Linked DNA regions of Rattus norvegicus: region 1 is linked to region 2. The links are chromatin contacts, called in public HiChIP or PLAC-seq maps. All regions are on one chromosome and are shown on one strand. Each heading gives the region's core, a stretch centred on a gene start, on an enhancer-like site or on the middle of the called end of the contact. The rest is flanking DNA. Distances are from core to core; before and after follow the strand shown. Region 1 holds the start of Zfp518a (zinc finger protein 518A). Region 2 holds the start of Ccnj (cyclin J).

Region 1 (2,700 bases), core at 25-2,524, 61 kb after region 2:
GAAAATCTATTTTTCAAACATCACTATATAGTATATACTATATTATATTTATATTATATACTTTGATATTAATAGATTTCACTTTCAATTTTATAGTTATAATTGTACTTCTTGTGTGAACTTCAGCTTGCCTGTTCTAGGAGGACTGCTGTACACCAACATACTTACCACCCAAAACTAAGGGTACACAGTGTGTTTTTCTTATCCCCCCCCCCCACACCTTTGTTAAATTAAAGGGTAAAGTTCGTATGGCAACAGGTCAATGCACTCAAAAGCATATCCTAAGACAATGGAAAATTCTTAAAAGTTTTAAAGTTGGTTTTAGGAAAAATTTGCGCGGGCCAGGGGTTACACCCCCTCCCCCCAAAAAAACCTACGGCACACAGTCGAAGCCAAAATTCTCATAGTTTCGAGTTTTAATATTTTGCTATATCCCTCCGCCTCGTGTTTTTGATGGCAGCAGTTTCCACAGTGCTTCCACGTGTGGGTTTTTTTTTTTTTTTCCTTTTAAGGAAGGTAATTATTTACCAAGTGAGATTAGTAGGCTTCTGAAACGTTCTGAAAGAGAGGGGCCACATTTGAACTTTGTACGACTCTTGTGTGTTGTTGGGGGAGGATTCTTTTCTTGGGGGCAAGGATTCCATTTTTGAGACTGTGATGTGTGTGCAAGGGTTTTCTTCGCGGGGAGGGCTTCCTTCGCTCAGATGAGACCTCCAGGCCTTGGGAGGAGGTCGTCCTGTGTTGGGAGAAGACCGTCCCTCACAGAGTAGCCTGTGAGGCTGCTTTCGAACTCAGGGTTGGCTCCCTTGTGGACCAGAGCTTTGGATGGCTGCTTCGTTCAACAGCTAGGACTTCAAGGGATACCAGAACTTGCGTGATCCGAGTAAGTACAGGGAAGACGCCATTTGCTAAGACGGGGCTGGTTAAAAATCTCTGGGTTGAGACTCTCCATTTCCTGTCAGCCAAGGCTTGCCAAGCGCACCAGCCCCTGCTTCTGGTGTCTACTTGGGGAAGTACAGTAGCCATTTTCCCGCTCTTCCACCGGCAGTAGAATCCCCGCTGCTGGTGAGTTGAGGGGGAGTGGTGAGCTAGGACGCAGGGAGGCGCCTTCTGTTGAGGTCAGCCGTGGACTCAGCGCCATGGCCTACTATCGTAAGGCTAAGGCGCGTACCCTTCCGGCCGCCGTTCTCTTCCGCTCGCCTCAGGTGCAGCGCGGATCCCTCCGCCGCAGCCGGCAGCGCGGCGCTCTGCTTTCCGGCAATACCCGGATGGAGGGGTAATGGCCGCCATCTGGGACTCGCAGGCAATGGGGACCACGACAGGTATTCCCTGTGCGCGGAGCCGCCAAGACCAGTTAGGATGTCGGGGCGCACACAGAGAGGCAGCAAGGGACCAAGGGCGAATTCGTGGGGTGCCAGGTTTTCCTCGAAGTGGTCTAGGGATCCGCCTCTTGTGATAGGAAGCTCATGTTAAATAGTCCCGTCCATTCAGCGCTTCCGGCCAACTTGCCGCAAAGTTTTCTAGAGAAGTCATTGGTTTTTAACCAGGGGCTCTTGCCAGCTATTAGGGTTGGTCATTGTCGTCTCGGCTTGGGCTTGTTGTAAGTTTGTCTGTAAGAACTCCCCACGGTCTCAGAGGCTAGGACTTGGGCGAGCGCCGCGACAGTGTACTTCCGCGCGTCGGAGGGGCAGCGGAACTCCGGGGAAAGGGGCGGATCGGGCGCGGCGTTTGGGGGCGATGCGGGGGCGTTTGGCGCGCGAAGCCATCACTCGTCGGGTTCCGCGGCTGGTGGAGACGGGATGGGCAGCTCTCAGTCCGCACCCCCTCGAGCTGTAGGTTCGCTCGCCCGCCTCGACGGCATCCCTACTGTGGGCCCAGTCTATGGCTATTGGGGGCTCTACCTTGCAGAGACTCCCCGCTCTCTGGCGCACGCACTGCGCGCCCTGAGAGTTGGGCAAAAAAGTGCTCCTCTTTGTAGACCCCCCCAACCACACCCAGTGGCAGATGGATTTCTTCGTAACTGGCTTTTTTCACTTGTAGGGTCCATCTTGAATCTGTTCTTAACATGGTGTCCTCTTTGTTAAGTGTGTAGTCTTTTGAGTTAGATGGCTTTGGTAACTCTAAAGTATTCGGTCTGAATGCATAGATGATAATGTGTTTTAACTCTAATCTAGATCAATGAAACAGATGGAACTTAGAAGTTTAGAACACCAACGTTAAGGGTCATTTTTCGCCTCAGGTTTAAATTTGGGGCATTTAGTGTTTGTGAATTATTTTTTTCAAAAGTCTTGAAAATGGGAAGGGGAGCGTCAGTTTTTAAGGAATTCATGACAATGTTGAACTGTGATTATCTCAGGGATGTAATGTGAAAACAACTCACATCGTGATGGGGACGTCATTAATTTGAAAGTCTTTTTTAATGCACATTTTACTAATACTAATTGGATTGCTTTCCCCCCCAGCAAAACAGATCTGATTTGAGTGTGCTCTAAAGCTTAGGTATGGTTAGAATGATTAGAAAGCATTTAAGGTGACTTGCTGAAATTCCCTAACATTTTTAATTATATCTGCAGATCTGTTAATTATCCTTCAAAGAAGCTTTTTTTTTTTTTTTTTTAAAGAAATTTATAAGGGACAGTTCATATTAACCCTTTAGAAGTATTGGCATTCTATGGGGTAGGTGAGCATAGTAGACTTTAC
Region 2 (2,700 bases), core at 1-2,500:
CTCCCGGCAAACGTCTTCAAAGTAGAGACTGTAGGACAACCTGCTTATTACAGGATCACACAGACGATTACAGTCTGTGACCCACTTTTCCGAAAAGGTTCTTAAGAAGGCCTGGACTCTTAAGTCATTTGGAAGCCAAATTATCGCCATAAAGCTGCTTACTAGTCATGAATTGGAAACCGAGGACTTGGGTACTATTTAAATACCATAAACGACATGAAAATTTTAGTCAGATAACGTCCTTCTCCTCTGCCAGTAGCCTCTTCCCCAACTGCACCAGGCTAGGCTGGGTTCTGCCAACTTTCACGTGTACGCTTCCATTTTCTTCCCATCAGTTCCTGAATCCCTGCTTTCCCCGGGCATTGTGTAACATTGTCACACCGGGGTCTGCAGCAGTCCTTCCGGGATGTATGCAAACACCGGTGTGATAAGTCAGGCTCCCCGCCGTGTGCACTCATCTTTTTGTAGTAGCCCTTTGTCACTCTTCCTCTTTCTTAACAAAATATTCAAAGTAAGGGGTGAGGTCTCATGATTTATGTTTAAATATTGAAAAAGAGTCGCTCTATATCTGTGGACCCGTCTACTTCTTTTATGGTGGTCCACTTTCAAATATAATTGATGGGGTTTCTGTTACTCACACACCAATTCCAGCATCACCTCTATTGAGTGAGTGTTGTTCCCACCGTTTAGGGTTTCTTCATTGACCACCACAGATGGCCAATTACATCCATTATGGATTTGACAAGCCAGGTTGCTAAAGATGTTAATTCCAGTCGTGAATCGCTGAAGCGAAAGCAACAAGAAAAGCTGAGTTAGAAGAGCTCAAAGAGTACTGGGTTTAGAGGGGAAACTGAAGTAGAACTTGACAACCAAAGCGCTTTAGGGACTGGTAAGAGCTAAAGCCATTTGGAAGGTTTGGGGTTGGGGTTGGGGGGTCCGGGAGAGCAGCCCCTTGGAAGTGAGACAGCGGGCCACACCCGCGCCGCCCAGTTTTAATCGCAGGGCTGAGGCACCGCAACTTTCTCTGCCCGCACCCGGGACCGATCGGAGATTCTCTGCAGGTGAGCAGCCCTCGGGCGCCGACAGACAGCCTGGGTTGCAGAGCGAGACGGCCCGACACTAGGCGGGGGCTGTGGAGACGGACTCGCACCTGGCTCGGCCCGGCCGCCGATTGGATGGCGCGGCGCGACCCCGCTGTATCGCGAGAGCGGATTGGCAGCGCCGGGCGGCCCGTGCCCCGGCGCTGGCTTTGTACAGCGAGCCGCCTGCCGGTCCTTTAACAATGGGCGGCGCGAGCGCCCGGGTGCTGGGCCCAAGCTGAGGTGGGGGCTTCGCGGCCGACTGTCCGCGGCATGAACGCTGCCGGCGCCCCGCGAACGCCGGCCCGGCTGGGGCTGTGAGGGCCGCGGTTCCGGGTAAGAACCCGCGTGGGCCGGGCAGGCCTGCGGGAGGGCAGCGAAGCGAGAGGAGGCTCCGAGGCGCGCAGCACGGCTGCCGGCCCGCCCGGCCTTTTGTTCGTTGCTCCCGGGCCGCGCCGCGGCGGGCGCACCTCAGATCCCCAGGGTGGTGGAGCGTGCCGGGCTGTCGGCGCGGACCTGGCCTCGCGCCCTGGTCACCCTCCATTCCGGCGGCGTCCCGACAGAGTCAGGGCTCCTGCGCCTATGTGCGGGCGACTGAGTTCGAACCCAGGACTCAGAGAGCGCGAAGCGGGCCGTCGGGCCCTGAGCTTTCCGAGCTCGCACTTTTCTGTAGCTCGTGCAGCGGACGATTGCAGACTAAGCCGGAGCTTCCCAACTGGGTAGATCGGGCCTTACTGGCCTTGGAGGATGGCTTGGGGTCGGGTCAGGTGAAGATGAGCAGCCGCGCGGGGTGACCTGAGATCACATCCCTGGAGGAGGGGGCGCGCGGAGGGTCGTGGGGGGACACGGGGAGAGTTGCTGGCGGTGACCGCGTCTGGGGCGTGTCTTCCAGACTGAAGTTGCGGCGTCTGGCTGGGCGCGCCTCCGGCTTCCATGGAGCTGGAGGGGCAGTGGTGGCGAGGACAGCTGGCTGCGGATATTCACCAGGCGCTTCGGTACAAGGTAACCCCGAGACCCGACCTTCCCATCCCGGCTCTTGGGCTTCCTGGAAAGGCCAGTCAGGTTCTTTACTCTCTTCCTTCCAGGCCAGAGAAGGCGAGTTTGCTTATTTGTCAAAGTTAATTAACTTCTTCCTTCCCTCGAATGCATCAGGAGAACGTGTAAATGTGAAGAGAACTGGGGCGTGGTAGTTGGGAGAAGGAAGGTTGATGATGTTCCAGTGTTGCCATGTGGACCATGGGTGTGTGTGTGTGTGTGTGTGTGTGTGTGTGTGTGTGTGTGTGTGTGTGTGTGTGAGAGAGAGAGAGAGAGAGAGAGAGCGCGAGAGCCTTGTACTAGAAAATACCTTGCTGTTACAAGTAGCTGTTGTAAGCCCCATACATACTCCGTTCTCCAGCCTTTTGCCAAACTTGCCGTGAGACTTCAGACTACTTAATTTTCTGTTTCTCAGTTTCTGTCATCTGTAAAAGGAGAAATAACGATGGAACATTTCTTATGGGGTGATCGTGAAGTCTGATAAGCAAATACAGTAGAGGAACTTAGAACAGTGGAAGAGTATGTGCTAACGTACTGTTACTTGGTCCTTCAGATCGAGGCTATTCAGCAAGCCTTGTTATGGTAG

The links. HiChIP or PLAC-seq counts read pairs in DNA pulled down with a chosen protein or histone mark.
Region 1: a contact with region 2 is called in an H3K27ac HiChIP or PLAC-seq map of oligodendrocytes, with 3 times the contacts expected there. The contact joins the promoter of Zfp518a here to the promoter of Ccnj in region 2. A contact is called at or near these places in 1 of 12 Hi-C or Micro-C datasets (frontal cortex) and 1 of 1 datasets of contacts at active chromatin or transcription factors (oligodendrocytes).

What each region holds. Positions count from the first base shown.
Region 1 is chr1:249,668,412-249,671,111 of GRCr8, forward strand. Zfp518a (zinc finger protein 518A) reads left to right here and starts at 1,275. Exons shown (of 5, transcript NM_001030038.2): 1 at 1,275-1,322.
Region 2 is chr1:249,607,741-249,610,440 of GRCr8, forward strand. It overlaps Ccnj (cyclin J), which reads left to right and starts at 1,251. Exons shown (of 6, transcript NM_001106369.1): 1 at 1,251-1,415; 2 at 1,972-2,081. The coding sequence starts at 2,013. Cc2d2b (coiled-coil and C2 domain containing 2B) reads left to right here. Exons shown (of 34, transcript XM_063280394.1): 34 at 1-1,154.